Regions from separate parts of the Pungitius pungitius genome. Here region 1 is linked to region 2. Evidence: chromatin contacts called from public Hi-C data. All regions are on one chromosome and are shown on one strand. The core of a region is the stretch at or near the end of the contact, and the rest is flanking DNA. Distances in the headings are between cores, read along the strand shown.

What was found. Hi-C and Micro-C count contacts between places; a contact is called where the count stands out from the background.
Region 1: a Hi-C map of muscle shows a contact between it and region 2, with 6 times the contacts expected there. The contact joins the promoter of si:dkey-5g14.1 here to the promoter of arfip2b in region 2. A contact is called at or near these places in 2 of 2 Hi-C or Micro-C datasets (both in muscle).

Annotation. Positions count from the first base shown.
Region 1 is chr16:11,578,961-11,582,777 of fPunPun2.1, forward strand. It overlaps si:dkey-5g14.1 (lysosomal proton-coupled steroid conjugate and bile acid symporter SLC46A3), which reads right to left and starts at 2,056. Exons shown (of 6, transcript XM_037468402.2): 1 at 1,923-2,056; 2 at 1,277-1,502; 3 at 1-562. The coding sequence starts at 1,477. synj1 (synaptojanin 1) reads left to right here and starts at 2,338. Exons shown (of 31, transcript XM_062558265.1): 1 at 2,338-2,449; 2 at 3,415-3,576; 3 at 3,783-3,817. The coding sequence starts at 3,453.
Region 2 is chr16:11,412,889-11,416,499 of fPunPun2.1, forward strand. arfip2b (ADP-ribosylation factor interacting protein 2b) reads right to left here and starts at 2,123. Exons shown (of 10, transcript XM_037468446.2): 1 at 1,777-2,123.

The DNA.
Region 1 (3,817 bases), core at 806-3,305, 170 kb after region 2:
TGTCGTAGACCCCATAGATAATTTGCTTCCAGACCGAGCGCTGAGGAGACCCATTTATAGGAACAAAATCCGAGGGGGACGGCGTCACGGTCTCTTCAAGGACAAAAATTGCATAGGCGAGGTTCAAACACTGGAATATCACCGAGGTTAGGAAAGGCCAATTGAAGCCTGCAGCGTTCAGGAAGTAGCCTGTGCATATAGAAGCGACCCCAGAAAACAGGCCAATCATCGTTTCCACTCCCCCCATGCGCAGAGTCTTCTCGCGGTCCCCCTTGGTCAAGTCCGCGATGTAGGCAAAAACGCCCCCGAGAAATGTGCCCAAGCCGCCAAACAGAGAACTGCTGAACGAGACGAGGATTAGCAAGTAGACGTTCAACTCGAAGTAGGACACAGTGAGTAAGCCCAGGGTGTATATCACGCTGCCAATCAAAGGCATGACGATTGCGATCTTGCGTCCTCCTCGGTCACTATGGGTCACGAGCAAGAGCGTGACAATCAGAGAGGGGATTGTGGAGGCGATCACTGAGTAAGTTGAAAACTGAGATGCCAGCCTTTGTACCTCCTGAAAAGGAAAAAGAAATAAAAAGCATGGTTAAGCTTTTAAACCATGTGAGGCCTGACTTCATATGGTCTGCAGACCTAAAGAGAAAGAACTAAAACCCTGAAGTTCCCAATTTTACAGCAAATGACAAATTAAACAAAGATTAACATGAAATCCAACAGAATGAAAGCGTTGCTATCTGTTGATCATGTGAGCTTTTTCTACCAAGAGCCAAAGAAAACAAAGCGGTCTACGGTTCAACAGGTGCAGAAGTGGCTAGTTACCAAAATACGGGTTCAATGCATTTGTTCTCACATATCCGCTTTGTTTCATTTCCTCTATAAATATGCAACTAGAGTTTTGCAGGGAAATATTTCTTCTGGTGGTATACCTCTGTGTGCTGAAGTCTTGATTGACCGTTAAGAATGAAGACAGAGAAATCCATAAATCATTATATTTTGTTAAATTCCAGGTTATTGTCCTGCGAGTGTTATTTCTCAACACCTCGCACAACAATTGCTGAGGCTGTGTAAGTAACACACCTTACAATGTAGGAGGCACTAAACACAAGAGGAGAAGCTTTTGTCCCCTTTTTCAAAAACGTATGTTGTATAGTGCTAAAAACAATATACAACAGCAAGGACAAAATGTGCAATTACAACATCTCAGTACTTATAAATAAAATATAAAGTTCCTAAACAGATGTACTTTTACATTGGGTGATTAGGGACTAACCTCATGGTAGCTGGAATCGTTGCTACTGCTGCTGTTATTGTTTTCCATACATCTGGAGGTGTTGCCAGAGATGGGATAAGGTGTTCCTGTCACCTCCAGCCAGAACCTCCGGTACACATACTGCTGCACGAGAGGCAAGATGAGAAAAAAGGAGAAAGCGTACATTGCAACCAATGGCTCCACGAGGAAAATGCGCTTCATCTTCAGAGGCTTTCTGCAATAGTCCCTAAAAGAAGAAAAAAACATTTGCAGGTTAACTGTACATGTCTGAAAATATATGAGGGTAATATTTACATCACATGACCATGCATAATCACTTGGGTGGGGGTTTAAAAGAAGAAGAAGAAAAAAGGGAACCAGGCGATAAAGATCAATACTTCACTTGGAGTATGCAGGGAAGTGACATACACGGTATTCAATATTATGTAGGGGTCAAGACGTAAAACGAAGTCTTCATGGAAGTTTAGCTTATTGATTTTGAGAATCATCCATCAGAGAGTTACATTATCTGACAGATCGAAACGTTAAGTTGGACGATACTTTACAATTTGATTGGTTTCTGTCAATACTACCGGTGGATGTTAAGACAGGAGACAATGGACACAGCAGCCTTGAACTTGAAAGGAACATGCAGCATAGCTCTTACCTTTTAAATAGACGCGTGGATCATGTTTTGATAAACTAATTAAATCCCGGAAAACATTGATGTAGGAGTCAAGGTCTCCTGTTAAAACTAAGCAGTGCGCGGCACGGCACTGCGGTCCGGTGTTACTGTTGTGAAACGCCGACGTCCCGCCCTCTTTAATATACTATTGGACGGCAATCTATTCAAGCTGTTTTAATTGGATAGATGGAGCTATCAATCATGAACACCATCGGGCGAGAGCATTTTGTGACTGATTGAAAGCAGGGTTTCTTTTCTTCTGCGATTTAACGTGCTTTGGAAATACCCCCGGGGGACATTCATTTTGTCCAGCTTGAACGTGTCATATGTTATGCGTTTATAAATATTTACTAAGCACTTTTTACTTCCGTGTTTGTTGAACAAATGCGCATTTGCGGTATTACGGTAACGTGAAGTAGGCGTGCTTAGTGTTGGAATGTACCATTTCGCCAACACACCGGGAAGAGCTGTGTTGTGACAGCGGAGTGTCAACCCGGCGGGGGCAGACGGTAAGACGAAATCCTCGCCCCTTCCTCTACATGTATTTTAAATTACATTTAGTGACAATAGTGAGAACGCGCTGAAATGCCAGTTTATGCATAGGCCTAACCGCTACGTGTTTGACATGACCCAGTCGACAAACTCAGTGTATTAGCAAACGTGAGAGTGAGATTATCATACCGGACGTGCAGGTTCGTACCACCCTCATAATATCGTCAGTTAGCGAATCAAAGCTACCGCTGTGATTAATTTAGCTAAATTGGCTGTCGGAATCAGCGAGCAATAGATGGGTACCAGGAAGCTTTAGCAGTATATCACTTTCGTTTTAGTGAGTTGGTTTATCCCTTCCTAAAATCCAGTTAGCCGCGGAGCTAACGTTGGATGTCAGGTGAACGTTAGCGTTAGCTTCGCCTCCTGCAGTTGCGTTATAAAGTCGTGACTGATCGGGTTTAGGATGGATGATATTTTGGTCCCCTGGCCTAACGTCATTCATTCTTCACAGTGTCCGGGCTGCTCATATTCTCCGTCTACCAGCGAAATCCCGTTTTTAAAGATTAAATCTAGTTTATGTTTGGGCCTTAAACTATGTCCGGAACTGATAACATGTTAGGCTTCTGATTTCGCAATTAACGATTTCACTATCACGTATTTTGGAATCTTGGCCAATAATTTGAGACATTTCCACAATTTGTGGCGAATTAAGCAGAATGTCAAAAATGTCCACCACCAAATTGTATTTGCAGTTTATTATACAGCTAGTTATAATTTGTTTTTGAATAGGTTCTAAACCTGGGTCCAGTTACACTAGAACTTGCTAAAAAAGCAAGGGATATAGGTTTATATCACAAGTAGCCTCTTCATCAATAATCACTACAACGTCACATATTGAATCAGAGATGTTTGAATTAGGAGTATCTCCTATCTGAAATGCTCATTCATTCACACATTTTGTGAATTTGTTTTTGGTTTCTAGGTCACACAGTAGTTCTTTTTTTCCATCTTGGATCAACAATGGCCTTCAGCAAGGGATATCGCATCTACCACAAGCTGGACCCACCCCCGTACAGTGTCATTGTGGAAACCAGGAGCCGGGAAGAATGCCTCATGTTTGAATCCGGGGCTGTCGCCGTTCTGTGTAAGAAGTCCTCTTTGATTGCACTGTAATGAGAGATGCTTTAAATTCCCTAAACCATGCCCCCGAAATGCCAATGCTTGAAGTACGGCGTTGAGAGAGATATAATTTACTATCCAATTGTGGATGTGATTTGGTGCTATGATTAAGTCAAAGGCTGCAAAGAAAAGCACCACCAACTTTTTGCTATGTTGCTGTTTGTCTTCTAGCGGCAGCAGAGAAGGAGGCCATTAAAAACTCCTAT
Region 2 (3,611 bases), core at 873-3,372:
CGTAATTGCCAAAAAGAAAAGAAAAGGTGGATTTCAAAGAGCAAGGCTACCGCTCTGCAGGAATAGAGCTCACCTATGAAAAGCCCCCCCCCTGCCCACTACAATGAGCCGCCTTGTTGAAGTGGCCACTCTACTCCTTATAAAAGGTTGGGACGTTAGCAGCAAACCATTCCCTGAACAGCCAGACTAGAGAGGAGATTACGAAATGGATACATCAACATTGTCTGATTCTTCTAACAGGTAACTACACTTACTCGCACATTCAAGATGTGAAATCACATTAGCAGAACACATTTTCCCCACAAAGTGACAGACAAGTCGTAATATAGCTCCTAATTTTGGCTTGGAGGAATATAATTAATTGTGTGAGCCACAGATGATGGTGTAAAAGGAAGGACTACAGGTGTGAAAGACCCTTCACATGGTTTTCACATTGCAGAGCAGGATGACGGTTAAACGGGTAAATGTCACAGATGGATCTACTCCCACGAGCACAGTAGCTTACTGCAAAGACAGACTCACAAAGCAAGTCCACCGCGCACTTGTTGGTGATGAATCAAATCAAACAAAGTGGCCGGTTTAAAAGAAGAAAAAAAACTTGAGTTACAACCAACACACTCAGTCAGAGCGGACCAGCCAAGGCATCTGTGTGTAGGGAGTCCAAGCAAATACAAGCCCAAAAGTAGCCCGGATGCAATCAGTAAGTTAACTTCTGTTTTTTTATTTCAGGCCCAAACACATATGCTGCAACATAACTCAAAATGTGGCGCACTCTAACTTGAACAATGACTTGGTAGGGTTTATGGCAGTTGAAACATCCCAGATGCTGATTGAACGGAGGTAGAGCTTGTTTACATTTGCCCCGACCTCGCCTATCATAAGTGTGCTTCAGCGGGCCGTGCCCAGTCCATATCCTGAGGAATGACAACATCTGTTGACTTTAGACAAGCCAAGCAGTGGTTCTCTTGGCCAATAAACACCCGACACAAAAGAAGTCTCATACGTTTAAAGTGTTCTTTTTTTTCCTTTCTTTTTTTTTTACAAATTAGGGACAAAGGTTACTTGTCTACCTGTACACTGAGCGACCAGGTTACTCCTTTGGATAACATGAAATAGGCTGTGATCTTGCAACAGTGCCACCTCCCTCAATCCCCCTATCTTCAGTCTGTTAGTCGATCCACTTAAACCAGCATGAATCAATACGAAATGGCACAAGGGGGGGGGGAAGCGTATGCGTTAACCTGATCATTAACACACTACTATTAGGTACGGGTGGCTTCCAGCATAACTTGAATAAAAAGGTGCTACAACAGGGACAACGATCGTTACCGTCATTAACAAGGTAAGCTATCGAGGACAGTAGTTTCCTGATAAAATGAGAGAGAGGTTCGACGTGGATTAACACCCCCCCCCCCCCCCACCCCCGGCGTCCCCGACAGGTGCATCAGCGCAGGTGCTCGCTTGTTAATGCCACTCGCAGGCCTCCGCACTGCATTCAATCCGCTGCCAACACGGTGGGGCAGTTACACTCAACCGATTGTGAAAGTAGTTTGTGGGGAGTCTGCACAGGATTGAAGGACAATATGGTTTCTAGCAGCAATAAAAAAAATGATAATAATGGCCTCCTTCTACTTCACATATAAGCAGCTGTTAGGAGGCTGGTGACACGCAACCCGGGGACAAAGCTTATTGGCTAGCAGATTCGGGAATGAGCAAACACACAATGTTATTACAAAATCCAATGGAATGTCGTGGTTTTCAAACGGGTTGACTTACGGTGCGCTTGGTCACGTCGTTAAAAAAAGAAGAAGCCCAGAGCGGTTCGGGAAGCTAGCGAGCGAGCTAACGACAAGCTAGCGGCGGCGCATCCCAGTGAGCGCGCGGCTTAGAGGACACCGACGGGTCTTCTGTCAGTCCGAGGGAAAACCCGCTCGTCCGAAACAACGTACTGCTCTAGTTCACGAATATGTCCACGACATAGCCGACCAAAGCCTTATTCGAGCTGCGCTTGTCTTCCTAAATAATCTCCCCTCTACCCCTTTTTTTAATGAAACCAGAAGGAACGCTTAACGGAACTGACGACACCGCACAGTTCGCTTAACGTTAGCAGGCGGACGCTCTCTGATGCAAAGAGCGTCTATTTAAGAGAAGATGATCTCGAAGGATAAATGCAGACACTGACACAGTTCCTACCTGGTAAGCAGAGCTAACTTTGAAGACACCCATTTTGTATCCCTTTTTTGTATTTGTATTCCTTTATAAATATCTATATCACATGTATTCATGATACTACAAAAAAACGTTTGAAAAATAAAGTTAAAAAATAATTATTAAACTAGGGGTTCAGACACAGAATTGCCTGAAAATATAGTCTATTACCGTACATATGCAAAACATATACAAAACATAAATACAACAAATGATGTGTTTCAAACTCAAGGCAATGTCCTTGTAGTATAGTTTGAGGCAAAATGTATAGACACTTCATTTTGAGCTAATCTCATTATACCTAGAAATTTTAAAGGAGTGAGAGCTCTTCTTCTTTCCTCTACACGCTTCCGACCCATCTTTGAAAGCATCCTGGAGGTGATGTGTTCATGTTTCAGCCAACAGCTGATGGCTGTGGTCCACGACTAAAATGTTATATTTATTTTGCCCCAAGAAATACCTGGACGTACCAGGACCACTGTGAATTCAATGATTGTATGCAAACTCCAGCATTTTTAGAAAATCTGCCCCCATGTGCGTGGTTTTTAAACTGTCCTTGTTCCTATCATTAGGACACTGTGAGTTTTATGCACTTGTGTGAGAAACATATTTTAAAATGTGTTATCTGTGGCATGAATGTAGGTTGTTATATCTAATTGATTACATAATCTACATGATTTAAACATTTTAAAACATTTGAATTAAAATTTAAATCTGGTATCAAGAAGTGTATGTATATGTATATATTAATGATGATTAATGATGATTTTTACCATTTTTAATCAATTTCACTCTCTTTGAATGTAATATGTATGTAGGTCCAGTACATTTTAAGAATGGCTGCCTACTCATCATGCCTCAATGTGGTACCCTCCCTTGCTGCTCAATATTTTTAAGCTCAGGGTGTGAAGAAAGCTTCACATTACTTCAATATTGCCCTCTGTGGGGAGTTGTTAGTTGATGTTATTTTGAAGAGAACTGCAGCTATCTTGTTCTCTTATTGTGCTGATTTTCTGTGATCTTGAATACTGTTACCAAAGACACATATCCTGACACTTCAATACTATTTTTATTCTTTGTTTCATTTGCCAACATTCAATTTCAGCATCAATACTTCTTCACAAAAAACAAGTAATAAAAGCACATTTCCCATATTTTTAGGACACGATGGAAACCGAACACATTGACGCATTGGGCACAATGTTGATCTCATGCCAGAGAACAATGCAATAAACGTAACACAGACCCTCGAAGCGTACGCTTCCTACTGTCAATTCTGTGAGCTATGAATGAACCACTTTGAACCGTGTTAACGGTGCTGGATGAGATCCCTCAAACAGAGAAGGGCTGAGGGGATTCAAACAGCCTCTGCAGTCAATCAGAGTGTAGAGGAGGAGGTGGAA